Linked DNA regions of Hordeum vulgare: region 2 is linked to region 1. A link is a contact called in public Hi-C data. All regions are on one chromosome and are shown on one strand. Each heading gives the region's core, a stretch centred on a gene start, on an enhancer-like site or on the middle of the called end of the contact. The rest is flanking DNA. Distances are from core to core; before and after follow the strand shown.

The links. Hi-C and Micro-C count contacts between places; a contact is called where the count stands out from the background.
Region 2: a contact with region 1 is called in a Hi-C map of seedling, with 3 times the contacts expected there. The contact joins the promoter of LOC123443738 here to the enhancer-like site in region 1. A contact is called at or near these places in 3 of 6 Hi-C or Micro-C datasets (leaf and seedling) and 1 of 1 datasets of contacts at active chromatin or transcription factors (embryo).

Annotation. Positions count from the first base shown.
Region 1 is chr3H:322,242,717-322,250,406 of MorexV3_pseudomolecules_assembly, reverse strand. No RefSeq gene overlaps it. Among protein-coding and RNA genes, the nearest start is that of LOC123439911, 28 kb to the left of the region's middle. Within about 2 kb of position 2,681, at least 3 of the 3 cell types and tissues checked have open chromatin away from gene starts, as enhancers often do. A contact at or near this core is called in leaf and seedling, where this site is marked.
Region 2 is chr3H:322,816,707-322,824,396 of MorexV3_pseudomolecules_assembly, reverse strand. It overlaps LOC123443738 (mitochondrial carrier protein CoAc1), which reads right to left and starts at 3,657. Exons shown (of 7, transcript XM_045120255.1): 1 at 2,724-3,657; 2 at 2,546-2,631; 3 at 2,219-2,426; 4 at 1,952-2,081; 5 at 1,305-1,489; 6 at 1,086-1,217; 7 at 687-986. The coding sequence starts at 2,891. The coding sequence ends at 876. It overlaps LOC123443739, which reads left to right. Exons shown (of 5, transcript XM_045120256.1): 5 at 1-199.

The sequences.
Region 1 (7,690 bases), core at 1,432-3,931:
GATGGAAGGTCAGCTTTATTAATATTAGCACAATAGTTATTCTGGTACCACTTCCCAATTGCATGCTCAATGGTAGTGCACTCCATCTCTTTAAAAACAAGCACTCCAATGTGAGCACAAAAAACTGCACACTTTTTTTCCACACCGTTTTCTCTCTAGTTTTAAACCCGTTTGTCGAAATGAAGCGTATAATATAATTTTGGATTGCTACGGAAAATCCCCAACTCCATGTTGTTGAACATTTTTCGCGATTCCTCGTGGTTTGAGAGCAATTTCAACAATGGTGGACGCATGACGGACTGCAGTGACCATACTTTCGTGATTTTTCTAAACCGCTTGTCGGAATGAAGCAAACAATATGGCGATTGAAATTTATCGTCGAGGCGCGTCTTTTTCATATATATTTCGTTCTCTAATTCCTTAGAGTTTGAGAGTAATTTCAAATTTACTAAAACACGGAATTCTGTTTTTCTCAACATTCATGTTTTTTGTATGTTTTTAGCTATAGTTTTTAAATCATTCGTCGGAAAGAGGTGTATTATACAGCGTTGAAAAGCTGTGGAATAGGTGCGCTTTTGATACATTGGTCATTTGTTGAGATTCCTCGCGGTTTTAAATGAATTTTGGAAAATGGTGTGGGTGCCTATGAGTTGCAGCGAGCATATTTTCATAAACTTTTCCAAACCGCTCGTTGGAACGAAGAAAAGAATTTGGCTTTGGAAAGGCATTGACGAGGCGCATCTTTTACATGTAGAACACTTTCTCTAATTCCTTATGGTTTAAGAGAAGTTTTGAAATTACCGAAATGCGGACACTCTATTTTTTCGCAACACCCAATTCAACGCATGAACCGCATCGGATAGAAGAGCGCACTGCTTTTTGACGGGAAGCCACACTACATCGGACGGGCAACTGCACTGCATGGTTTTCTTTTGTTAGACACTGAGTTTTTCATGACATCAAAATCGACGCGTGAACCGCATGAGAGAGAAGAACGATCTGCACCAGACTGAAGACCGCACTACATCGAACAGGAAGAAAACTTCATTGTTTATTTTGGCAGACATGAATTTTTAATATGAGGAAGTGGAGTGCACTTCACATCGAACATAAGTGAACCACGTCGCTATCGAGAAATGAACCACATGTGTTTTTGTTGTCGTTTTTAAAAACTTGTTCTGTTACACGCGTAGACCGGGCAAGTGCACCGTAGGGACTGAGAGAGTGAACTTCATCTAATGAGAAGCGAACTTCTTTCTTTGAGATGTTTTATTCTCTCATTCAACCAGTAGAGCACAAAGGAGTTTTATAGCAACCTTCATGAAAGAACAAAATGAGCTTCAAAACATACACATCTATATGATTGTTTTACATAGCCACACTCATGAAAATGCAAAACACATAAAATTAACATCACACAGGAGACACATAAAAATGCGTTCATAAAATTTCAAGCACACGCTTGATCTGGACGAACCGCATCCTCACTCTAAACAAACTGCACACCGCGACCGCATCCATAAACTGCAGCACTAGACTGAAAGCATGCACGCACTCAACCACCGATCTATAGAGGTTGTTTGGCCGAACTGGACCTGCCCCGTTAATTCATGAATCCTCCTCCTATTCTACACCCTTTTGTGTGCCTGGATCTTGGACGAGAGAAGATGACACGCACGGACTACTATCACCGATGGCGTGCACTGCAGTAGGAGATAAAACGAGACAAACGTCAGAGAGAGAGAGAGAGAGAGAATAGGAGGAGGACGGGGGTTAGGGATTCATACCGAACTGCAGTACCAGGGATGGTGCATGCACATGCAGTAAACACATCGTCTGGAGCACATATGCTCATAAGGATGAAGGGGGCTACACTTTCCACCACCTATCGAACTGCACTGCACCACGAGGGTTGCGCAGAGAGTGACCAGATCGCGAGCGAGCTCCAAATTGGGCGGAAGGGGGGCAAAGCTTGGTGAACTGCACTGCATCGCTACCGTTGGCTAGATGAGAATGGCATGGCGTGGCGCTGGCCAGCGCCCGAGGGAATACGGATGCTAGGGAAGGCATAGGTGCAGCGGAGCTCGGATCCGTCACCACGGGTGATTTTACGGACGGGGAAGCATCAGGAAGAGGTTGGTCCGGAGCGGCGGGATTCATTGGTGCGGCAGGTGTGTATGTGACCGGTGGTGAGCTGCGCCGCCACGGGGTGGGAGGTGGTGAGCTGCGCCGCCGCTGCCGTAGGGAAGTAAAGGGCCGATGGGGACCCCTGGATTTTGGTGTATCCGGCGCGGAGTCATAGTCGTGGTGTGGATCTGCTTGCCGGTATGCTGGCCGAGCGCTAGTGCGGGGAAGGAGGTGAAGGGGGCGGCTGGCGAAGCGGTGGTGCGCTGTGAGGAAGCCGGGGTTGGAGTAGTGGGAGGTTGCTGGTGTTGGGTGGTCATGGCGCGCTGCCGGAGGAAGGTGGGGAGGCGTCTCGGGTGGGTTTGTCGCGGTGGAGAAGTTGGGGATTTTGGGGTGGCGGCTCGGGTGGGCCTCGTCGTGCCGGAGATGGTGGCTAGGGTGGGTGGCACCAGCGACATTGAAGATGGTGGGAGCAGCGGTGGTGGTTACCAGGACAGATCCTCTACTGTGATAGGCGTGGATGAAGATGGTGGAGTGGTCGGGGCTCGGGGGCGTGGAGAAAGAAGGTGGGAGGGGATCAGGGTAAATGGGTGGATGAGGACGAGGGAGGTGGGAGTGGTGGGGGTGTGGCAGTTCGTCCAGGTGTTTTCATGTGGGTTTTTGTTTGGTTCTAGGCGGTGCGAAACTCTTAGGAGAATAAGAGATTTTTGTTAGCACAATAAGACTCTTAACAGTGTTATCAGAATAGACCGACCCTGTGTGTCTATATATATATATATATATATACATTATTCTGATCCCGGGTTGACTCGTTCCAGCGATAGCAATTGAACTTCCCTAGATGCTCGGTTGAACTTCCGCTAAAAGTGTCCAAATGGAACTTGCGATATATCATTTGAAATCTATGGACACCCTGGTAACAGCCTTGGTTGAATTTTTGCCAAAATGTTCACGGTTTCAGAGCAGTTTTGAAAATCGTGTTTGTTCATACAAAAACGTGAATCGTATTGTTGATCCTATTTCTAAACCGTTTGTCAAAATGAGGCAAATTAGATGGTGTTAAAGAGTTGCTGCAAATCTCCTCATTTCATATGTTGAAAGTTTTTCCAAATTCCCTATGGTTAAAAAGAAATTTGCAAAATAACGAGTTTTTGAAATCGAACAGCCAGGTTAGTATTTTGGAATTAATTTGAAAACGGCTAACCCAATTGATGCAAATGGTATTGCGTTTGAAAGCTGATGAAAATGCATAGTATTTCCTGTGAAAAGTTTCTTCCAACTATTAACGGTTTAAAAGAATTTATAAAACGGCAGAAGTTGTACCGACTTTGTATTTTCGCTTTAATTTCTCAATGGTGTCTCGCAATGGAGCAAATGATAAAGCGTTGGAAAGCTTGAGAAAATATGTAACTTGTATATGCAAAAAAAATTGGATTGATTACGTTTTTATGTCAGTTTTAAAAATGGCTTTTGGCCGTAGTTCTTACAAACTTAATCGGAATGGGGCAAATAATATGTCGTTCAAAAGCTATGAAAAATGTGAAACTTCTTCATGTAGATAGTTTTCTGTAATTCCTAACCGGTTTTAATCAGTATAAAAAATAACGAGATCATGTGTTATGCCTTTTTCGCGAAACACATCCTTTCAAAATGCATCGCGTTAAGACCTTGTCCTTCTTGCCATGTCCACTTGAACTTCACACTATTTTCTACATATTGTTATTTGCTCGTAACACTTCGTCCACTCACCAGGTTAATATTCTCCAAATGGGGCTTGCGATATACCATTTGAAAGCTATGGACACCCTCGTAATAGCCTAGGTTGAATTTTTGTCAAAATATTCATGGTTTAAGAGCACTTTTGAAAATAGTTTTTGTTCATACAAAAAAATGTGAATCGTATTTTCGATCCTATTTTTAAACCATTTGTCAGAATGAGGCAAATGAGATGGCGTTGAATAGCTACTGCAAATCCCATCATTTCAAACATTGAAAGTATTTCCAAATTCCATACGATTAAAGAGGGAATTGAAAAATGGCGAAATTTCTTAAAACCGAACACTCAGGTTCGTATTTTGGGGTTAATTTGAAAACGGCTAGTCCGATCGACGCATATGATATGGCATTGGAAAGCTGATGAAAATGCGTAATATTTCATACAAAAAGTTCCTTCAACTATGAAAGGTTTAAAAGTAACTGAGAAAACGGTAGAAGTTGTACCGAGTTCGTATTTCACGTTAATTTCTAAATGATTTCCCGAAATGGAGCAAATGATATGCCGTTCGAAAGCTTGAACAAATGCGAAACTTTTATATGTAGATTGTTTTTCCCAATTCCTTAAGGTTTTAAGTAAGTTTTCAAAATGGCTAAAAACGTTTTTCAACCGTAGTTTTTACAAACTTTATCAGAATGGGACAAATAATATACCGTTCAAAAGCTACGGAAAATGCAAAACTTTTTCAGGTAGATAGTTTCCTCTGATTACTAGTCGTTTTCAAGCAGTTTTGAAAACATCCAGATCATGCGTACTGCCTTTTTCATGAAACAAATTCTTTGAAAATGCACCGCTAAAGAACTTGAGCTTCTTGGCATTTCTACCTAAACTTCACCCAATTATTCACGTGTTTGTTTTTTTCTCGTAACACTCTATCCATTCACTGGAATTGAGCAAGTGATATACCGATGAAGAGGTGCTGAAAACATGCAACTTTTTCGTGTTGATCCTTTTTTCATACTCGCGGCGGTTTAAAAGATTTTCATCACGCATTCATGGAGTGTACTAGTTGAACTTTCCGCTGATTTCACGCTGAATTTCTGTCGTGTATTTTCGTTTGTAATTTCTCACCCATTCGTCGGTGTGACACAAATGATATTCCTTTTGTACAAACTTCTCTCACGATAAATTTTTTAACTTTCTCCAACCGAGGATTTGAACTTATAGCAACAAAAATTTTGGACCTTGCCTTTTTATTCATCTTTCTCACATTAAACACACATCATGTAGTACATGAACTTTCTCTGTTTTTATAGTTTGATTTTTTAGTTTTCTTTTTTTTAAATCGAATTGCTCCCAAATAATAACTGAACTTCTTTGTGGATTGAGATAATTATTTGAAAACGCCAAAAACAACATGTTTTGTGCTTTTTGAACAATGGAAATATAAGGTGAACTTCTCTCGCAAGAATTTTTGAACTTCTCAAGGCATATCACTTGACCTTCTAGCAACAAAATCTCGTACTTTGTTTTTTATTCTTTTTTCTCATATGAAAACACACACATGTAGTACCTGGACTTCCGGTTGTTTTCAATTTGAACTTATCTATAATTTTTTTGCCCCTAACTCTTGAAGAACTCGTCGAATTTTAGCAAATGATGCGAATAAAAAACTATTGGAAAGCATTTTATTTTACAAAATCATGATGGGTTAAGAGCGTCTTTTGAACACACTAAAGCTTCTAAGCCATTTTTAGTTTAAACTTCTTCATTTGATTATTTAGTAACGAGAAAAAAATATGTGTTTATATATACTTCGAACTTCTTTGTTATTTTAATTTAAACTTCTTAGTCTTATTCTTAGGAACGAAGTATGTTTTTAAATAAGCATCAAACATTTTTTTAAAATTTGAACTTCATAGTTTTATTTTTTCTACAAACGGAAATAATTGAAGTTTTTCTTATACATCGAACTACTCTATTATTTTAATTTGAACTTCTTCATTTTTGTTCTTTAGTAACAAGGAAAATCTGAGTTTTTTATAAATATCGACTTTCTCTATTTTTGTAATTTGGACTTCTTGGTTTATTCCTTTTAGCATCGAAATATCCTAGTTTTGTAGTAAATATTCGACCGTGCGTTATTCAAATTTGAACTTCTTATTTTTATTCCTTAATAACGAGGAAAATCTGAATCTGTATAAATATCAAAATGCGGGGCGCTTTTTACTATAAACCAAACATGCCCGTAGGCAATTTCGGAACTCCTTTCTAACTATAAAACATATCTTGAGAAAAACAAATGTAGTAACAAGAGTGATACTCAGTTGGTGAAAAATAAACAGATGATGCTACTCCTATGCATCATATCTTCATAATACTAGCAAGGCTATAAAACACAACTGAATACGCACAAAGTACATGAACATTATGGCTTGGACCTGTCGTCACCTAGTCAACCTTAACTAGTACCTATGGTGCTGCATGGTGTTAAGTGCAGACTTCATTTGAATGGCATTGCTTCTTGAGTGTTCCTAATTATTCTGTAGAATTTAATGGTAATTTAACGGACATTATCTGGCTCTCAAAACAAATGTACTACACATCAAAGAGCAGTAGCTTTCTTTGTTGGACAATACTAGAGAGCGGCGCCGCACTGAGGTCTTGCGGTGCGGCGGCTTAGTTAATCATCTTCCAATGCAAAAATTAACACCCTATTAATCACTCGTCTAATGCAAAATTAATGTGTCGTGGAGTATCTTTCTCATGCATGCATGCATGTAATGATATCATCGTGTATAATGAAAATTCCTACATGCATGCAAAGATGTCATCAAGATTCCTTTGACGTTTGAAATTTAAAAAGTTTTATCTACAAAACCATTAATTCAATCGATGATCCGCTTTCATCATTGACTTTCTCGAGACGAGTTCTTTGAAACTAGATCCCATGTTGACATGTTCCGTCAACTATTTTTTTCCGTTCATACTTGCCACATTTTTTGACCCACTTGTCATATTATTAACCACTTACTTGTCTGAGAAAAATAACTTAATTGATACTTTTTGATGTTGTTTCGTACAAAGCCTTGTAGCCATTTTCATTATACATGATATAAAAGCATGTCATAGATTGTATTTGCCAATTTAAATATGCTAACTTGTCATATTTACGTATAACTTTGTCAGAAAATTATTTTATGTGTTTGTTAGTTTAACTATGCCGAGTTGTCATATTTACAAACGATGACCAAAAAATATATTTTTTGGTTACCGGTTTTAAATATGTTGAGTTGTCATATTTTTGCGCGTAATCGCCTAAAAAATGTTGTTTGTGCTTGTCATTTTGATTATGTCGAGATATCATATTTATACGCAATTTCTATAAATTTGGCGATTAAGTTATTTTTTACAGACAAGTAAGTACTTATTAATATGACATGTAAGTGCAATAAATGTGATAAGTACGAGAAAAAAAATTATCAAAACATATCGATATGGGATCTAGTTTTAAAGATTTTGTTGAAACAAAGTCAACGGCGAAAACGGATCATCGATCGAATTAACGATTTAAGAGATAAAAAAAATTTAAATTTCAGTCATTTAAAACGAATCTGATGACATCACTGCATGCATGCATGACAAAGAGAGCCACCGGAATGTCGATGATGCGGCCCTTCTTGATAGAATTTCCCTTCTTTGTTTGAGTATCCCGCCCTTACAAAATGCAAAACGAGCACAAGAGAGTAGTCTGAACCCTGCAAGCGAAATTGTTCTCAGTCTTTCGCATTTTCTCCTGCACACTCCGGTGCTCATAAGCGCGAGGCCATAGACGAGGGAGGGCCTTATCTG
Region 2 (7,690 bases), core at 2,408-4,907, 570 kb before region 1:
TGCCTGTGGTGTGGATGGATGGTGTACAGTTTTGAGTTGTGTGTTCTTTTGAGATTTATTTCATTTTGGGATTGTCCTTAATGTTGATGGATGCAACAAAAAAAAATGTGTTTCATTTTTGTGTAATTATTGTCACTCCTACTCATGGATTTGATCCTATTTATGTGAATCAAAGGAATTAATTGAATTTCTTTTTGAAGGCTTCAAGTGTAAAAAGAAGTGTAATTTCCCTTGTTAATTTTTTGGGCAAATTTCCCTTGGTTAACAGTATGATGTTACTTAAAATGCACTCAAGTTCTGGTTCTATGCTGTAGAAAGAAAGAAACGAAATAGAGAAAGATCGTCATGTGATCCTTGCGATGCCAATGAAAAGATTTGAACCAAATGAAGCTATAGGGAACTGATTCATAAACTTAAAGTAGCCAGGGTTCACCATTTCATTTTTGCCGACCTCTGTCACAAATACAATTTATGGGACAGCTGATATGTGAATGCCCCAACAACGCAGCTCAAATCTACTCCCTCTGTACCTAAATACTTGTAGTTGGGGAGAACTAGACTAGTTCTCCCCAACTACAAGTACTCCCTCTGTACCTAAATACTTGTAGTTGGGGAGTATTTAGGTACAGAGGGAGTACATTTTTACAAATTTTATTTTTGTATTGCCAATGCAACACAATCACAAATAAAATGATATATCAATTCTATTATTCATCACACACAATCAGTACACAATCAAATCCAAGTCTGGAGCAGCTCAAATGCTCAACTGGGCTGTCATTCTTACAAATGTAACAGTTAAGTCACTATTAAGACCATCATATGTAGCATAGCTTATAAATGAGACCCAAATGCGCAAATAGGTCGATGTTGCTTCATTTGTTGCTGTTACCAGTCAATGGATGAGCTTTCTCGCGTGGAGGTACTCCCAGCAAATTTTTCATCATGTCATATGTTGTGAAACCAATAGCAACTGAAGGGACGACCTGAAATGGATCAATTTTTAGACAAGTTACATATTTAAGATATATAATTCAAAAAAAAATGAGAGCAAACAATATCTGCCATCTCTAATCCTCAATTACCTTGACATAATTAAGGCTCAAGCCAGCGAACAGTTGTCTCCACCCTTGGCACCGAATGATAAGAAAGAGACCCTGAAATGTTCCTCTTATGCGGAAGGCGTCATTTGCATTCTGGGGCTGCTTGTTCTGAACCTGAACACATGACAGGTCAGAAGCTAATCAGAAGTGCAATCGAACTTACAACCCCATAGATTAGCATGACTACAATGTGAATTATACCTGCATTTGCCTTCGGACAACATCCAGTGGATAAGTGAGGGTTTGTCCAAAAAGACCAGCCAAAGCCCCACAAGAGAGCTTCAATATAACAGATCTCTTGTAATCTTCGGGAACACGAGATTTTAGGTCCTCATATATGTAAAATTTCAGGCCAGCGTATGGAAGAATACCAATCAGGGTTGGGCCTGGCAGATAATTGAAATTTCATTGTCATGCATTGTCATGCTGTGTAATGCCATGGCGCAGATGAGCATCACATAACATCTACATACATGATTTTTCACATGTGGAGCACTAAGTGGTACATAATTTCAAATACCGATCAGTGTTGGGCAAAGTAATGTAAGTAATTTCAAATATATTTTCAGGATGTGTTGGCCCATCATACACTACTCTCATATATCGAGTCCTCGCAATTGATTTTAGGGTCACGTAAAACCACTATGACAGTGTGTGACAGTATTAATCAGTGATACCATATATGGATGAAATATAGACTTGCATATGCATTCCAAGCATTCACCTGAACTTTTTTATAGCACCCTTGTTACAACATAAAAGCTTTGCAAGTATGGAACATTAGCTGAAGTTACACCGATTGAGTAGGCTAAGAGACATGATTTCGTAAGTTGATAGCCTCGACATACCTATCCCACGGTACAAAGATCTTACACCTCCTTCCTTGTAAACAGTTTTAAAAACATCCTTTACACCATTATATACTGGTTGGCGGCCAAAATTTCCCAATGAATTGGCAGGTTGGACTACATTTGAAACCTAGTGAAGCAAATTAATAAGAATAACCATGAGCCAATGTGACGATCAAGAAGCTATTCCAATAGCACTTCCATTGAAGGTGACTCTTTATTACATATACAAAATAGAAAAGCACTAATCAGCACGGTTGTACATACCTGGTATGCCAGCTTGGTCCTAGCCAAATCTAAAGGATAGGTACACAGAACTGCAGTTCCGCCAGCAGCTGAGCCTGCCAAGAGATCAACCACAGGTCCTGTACCCACTGATGGGGCATTATTCAGTATCCAGCACCTATACTGCTCATATGTCATGTAATGCAATGCTGCATACGGAACAATCCGAAGCACACTCGCACCGTTTCCTCTGCACGAACGATCAATAAAATATCAAAATAAGTATGCTGAACTTACCAGTAAAACTTACAAAATCAAGACGCCGAATTCAACAGTCAGAGTTTAAGGCGTTCTCTCCACTTTACTTACTTGTAGAAGCCTCGAATTCCCTCGTATTTCCACAGCTTCCTCAAGGATTGGAGAATCCCAAGGGATTGAAACCCTTGGGTTCTTGTCTATAAAGCAACAGAAGACATATTTTCCTAATATAAGTTAATAAAGGAGCTAAATACCCATGCAACCAGCACAAGCATTAAGCAGTCCATACCTGCAATAAGATCTTTACCCTCTCTAGTGGCGCGACGGCAGTCTTTGCGAATGCACCAGCTGCACCACCAGCGATAAGCTCCTTGGCATAGACAGGTAGTAAGTCCAAAGCATTCACTTGTGCGGCTGTTGAGGCCGATGAAAATGTGGATTCTTGGGAGGAACCCATGTTTCCAAGTGGGTGGGCAGGTGGGAATATGTAATATCTGCCCTCCTCGGCACTATTAGTAACATTAACACAAAATCAATTCAGGGCAAAGAATATATTTTACAGGGCAGAGTGTTGCCAAGAATATGTCCTTGAAATAGGATTATCCAAATTGGAAGAACAAATCCAAGCTTTAGTCTGTCTCCTCGGGACTCGCATTAACGGGAGAATATGATAACCCGGGATAAACTAGAAGCTCGCTCCCAGGTTATCAAAAAAAAAAAAAAAAAACTAAAGAGGAGAAAGTTGTGGCATAAGCAGGATCCGGACACAGCATTGGCGTGGCCAATCGGCCGCTTTAGGCAGGGTAAGTATTGGCAACAGTTTGATATAGTAGTGTGCTAGGGTCCAACAAGACAAGTAGAGCGAGAGGAGACGGGCAGATCCGAAAAGGCTCCGGCCCGCCGCTGGTGGGTGCAGGAGGAGTCCCTAGCCCATCCTGGGGCCTATCTCCGGCGGCGGGAGGCGAAAGGCGGCAGCGCCTTTACGGGGGGCGGGGAGATGGGAGAGAAGGCTCCGGGCAGAGCTCCCTCGCATCCAAGTCGCTCCACCAAGAAGCTGGGGGAGGAATACTCATCAATCGCAGAGGATCTGCAGGTGCGGGTGGATTGGTCTGGTAGGCAGTGATTCCTTGGATCGATTCGGGCGAACCCGTGGCGCGGACTTGCAGTCAGGGTGGGGGGATGATGAGCTGTTCTCCAAGAAATTCCAAGTGGAGAGGGTGCCTTGCGTGGCCACCGGCGAACACTCCATCCCACGTGCGCAAAACGGGAGGCTCCACTCTGTTAGAAATTAATTAGTAGATTAATTAAAAAAAAGTATCTTCTTTTTATGTCTATTGCCAAGAGGCACCTGTTCTGAAGGGATGCCTCCGATCAGACACATCTTCTTCGCACCTCTTCCAGATGTATATATACTTGAGAATCAATAGAAAGAGGATTGATCGTCCATTACTTTCATTCAATCTCGTTTTACTCTAACACGTTATCAGCACTGCCTCTACTGAGAGCAAGAAATCGCCGGCAATTGCCGGAACGAGAAGAACTAGACGAATAGGAGGGAAAGAACAGACAAATGGTAAGAAATAAAATGTCTGCGCTTCTTTCTCTCTTCGTGCGACTCCTTCGTGACGAAGGCCGCCGCCGCAGACAGCCGGCCCATGTCCGCGTCGTGCGACCGCGGCCGCCGACACCGCGCCTCCGCTACCTCCAATAGAGACGAGCGCCCCGGATGCAACTCGCGTGCTGGTTCGCGCAGGCGACGCGCTCGCCTTCGTGTCCACACCGACCGGGGCCACCGTCTTTAACTTCGGCTCCGGCGCGGACGGCTACACCAACCACGCGATTGTCGATGTCAACGCCGTTGCGCCGCGCCTGAAGACCCCGACGCCGGCCCCCTCCTCCGCCCACGCCTTGCACGGGCGCTCACCGTCGCCTCATGGCTCTCGGCGTTCCGCTGGCAAGCCTGCCGTCAAGCGCCGGGAAACGACGGCGCACATGTGAGCGCCAATGGCCTGGCTTCTCACGGAACGACAGCGCCGGGAGGCACACACGCGCCATGCTGCCTCAGCGCGTGGCCTGGCAGTAGCGCGGCGCCACCCGACGGCAGCCTCCCGTCACCGGCGCGCCGTCCGGAACCGCCCGACGGTAGCTGACGGAGACCTCTCGTCACCAGCGCGGCTACCGAAGCCGTCACCCGAAGCTTGTCGCATCCTGCACTGATTTGCGGCGGCAATGGCCTCCCACCCGCACGGCTTCCGCGCAGACACATGGGAGCCCGCCTCCCTTAGCCTCCCCAATGGCGCCGTGCTTAGAACCCGCCTCCCGGCGCCTCCTACAACGAGAAAGAGCACGGCGGGAGCACCTCTCTGCGCTGACTCCACCGTTCAACCATGGGAGCGTTCGCTTGTGCAGTTGAAGTTGGGGATCGAGACGTGGTCGCTTTGTTCCGTCCTTATCCGTTCGGCATCACAGGATGTGGTCGTGACTTGTGTTACGTGTACGTGGGAGTAGTACCAGTTAGGCCCATGTGCACTCAAGTTCTGGCCGCCACCACACTATGCACTATTTGCATATAATATGGAGTAGCTCGTATACATCACCACTCTAGCAAATTAGTGAATCTACTAGTACAATTTAGATGTGGGAGAACCTTAGTTCATCATAAATTACATATAACATAGTTATATGTTATTTTGCAACGGGTAAAATTGCCATTTGAAGACCTCATGTCTTCATATACTTTGCGTAAGTATGTAAATTAACTTTTACAAGTATATGTATTACCGCAGTAATACTGTTGCAAAAGAATGTTTTGCCTATATTCCAGATCATATTCCTTCAAAATTTAAGACATCTTTTGTCTCTACTCTCTAGCATTGCATGCAATTTGTGACAACCACTACGATTTTGCAATAGAAATAAATTTTCTTGCAAATCATAATAAATTTCTAATAAGAATTATAAAATGTCATACTCAATATGACTACATACATTTATTTGTGAATTACAAGGTACTGATGACATCTACTGCACAATTCGTAGATTATTCATCACTACTATGAGGTCTACATCTTGTGTTTTACAAGATGATTACCTTCAAAGTGCCCTTCCAAATATTAATATGTGACTACCTCTAGATATCATAAGGTAATATTGGCATCTACTGTAAAAAAAATTACAGACTATCCACTATTACTGCAAGGTCTACATCATGTCACTTTGACAAATGATTGCCTTCAAAGTGATTTCATACATTTAGCATAACATAAGGTAATAGAATTATAAACATCTACTGACAATAGTCAGACTATGTTTTCTATTACTGCGAGATCTATACCATATTGGTGATTATCTTTAAAGTGTTATCCTATATAAATTGAGGTCTACACATATGGCTATATGTCATCAGCCGTACTAAAATTTGCTCCTCTGAAGCAATTGTTGTTGTTCACTAAAATGATTTATTATCATAGCAAATTCATGCATGATTATTGCATGTTGAATGGTATTATCTACCAATATCAATTATTCAAGCCTCTTTTTGCTTGAATATGTCATAGGGAACTACATAAATATCTGCATTTACTTGTGATTACCTTCTATTACATTGGTAAAATACATAGCAATGAAGCCTACGACAATATTTCTAATTATAGTGTCGTCCATCCATCATGATGGACCACATAATTTATGACAATGATTAAGTGTCTCAACACTTTTGCAAGGTCCACAGGACATCGTGGTTATAATTTCATAGTGACTAACCAGTGTTAAGCATGCAAGTCTATACGTTTTGGCAGTGACTCTAAAGTCACACACTTCCTCAAGAATGAAGTCCAAAACATTAGCAATAATTTAATCACATGTGTTATATTGAAGGATACACCCAAGTTCACCAAGGATCACCTTGACCATGATTGTTCTCAAACAAATCATTTATTTATAGATGCCACTTACTCCTAGAAGTAAATTAAATAAATGCATTAGCATTTTCAAGTAACGCATGGCTCACATTTCCAAATACAGTAAGTACATGTTAGGTGAGATTATTTATTGTAAGATGATTTACGACATCGGTCGTTGTATCCACCCGAGGTATTATTGCTACTATAACCTCACCTTCGGAATATGTGTCATGGCTATTCTCTTAATAGCTAAGTATGATCATATGTATTTCATCTCTCACCAACTTCACTTAGTTCTCAAACTAAGTACATAATGGATGAATATTTATTCACCTTGAATATTTCCCTTAAGAGAAACATGCTGCCCCGAGCACATTTGGAATGATCACCCAATAATTTTTCAAGACCTCAAGTCTATCGCAACTTACAATTTTGGTAATTATAAAATAAACTTGAAGTTGAGATCTCATGATCTGACATTTTCATATGCAGATCAGGTCGAAAAGCCCTTGATACACTTTACATCTCCTTATGATGGTATTACCATTTTCATGGTAAAGAAACATGTTATTTCTTAAACTCATCATATTCACCCAACGGGTGCTTCAAATATTTGCTAGCATTGAGAATACCATGCATGTCAGTGGTCACAAAATAGAACAATGAGGCATTCAAAGTAAAGTGGAGGATAAAGACAACCAATGCCATAATTACCTTTTAATTAGTAATTGATCATTTTAAAAAGATTACAAAGACAACTCTCAAGTTTGTCAAATGTGTGGTTACATGAATATCGTACCTATGATTACCAAACCCTCAAACATATGGTCAAACCACACCATGAGTTTATTAAAAGGCAAATAAGTTCATTGTGGTATTTGAAAATTTGCAAACATACACCAGAAACTATTCTGGTAAATGATGTTCTCGAATCTTCATCAGAAGGAGAACCAAAAATATAGTGCAATAAAAGAATGATCAATTCGTTTGTGCCTATGATATGTTTGCATAACTCATTTTTCCGTAATATGGGAGACCTCATGTAATATCCCGATTATTCACAAAATATTGTTTGCCTATAGCCGTACTACTACATGTAGTATAAATGTCCAATATCCTATTTCTTGGACATTATATTTGATAATTTTTGCATGTATGAATCAATTCATACTCAGTTTTGTTGCGTACACAATAATTTTCTAAATCTTACAAAATATTTGGTTTTAAGCCTTACAATCGAGGTTTGGGGTTGTTTAGAAAATTATTGACAATTCTATTGGTCACAACTTAACAAGTTGCAAAATTTCCCAAATCATCAGATTTTATGTGCACCACATGTGCCATAAGGGAAATT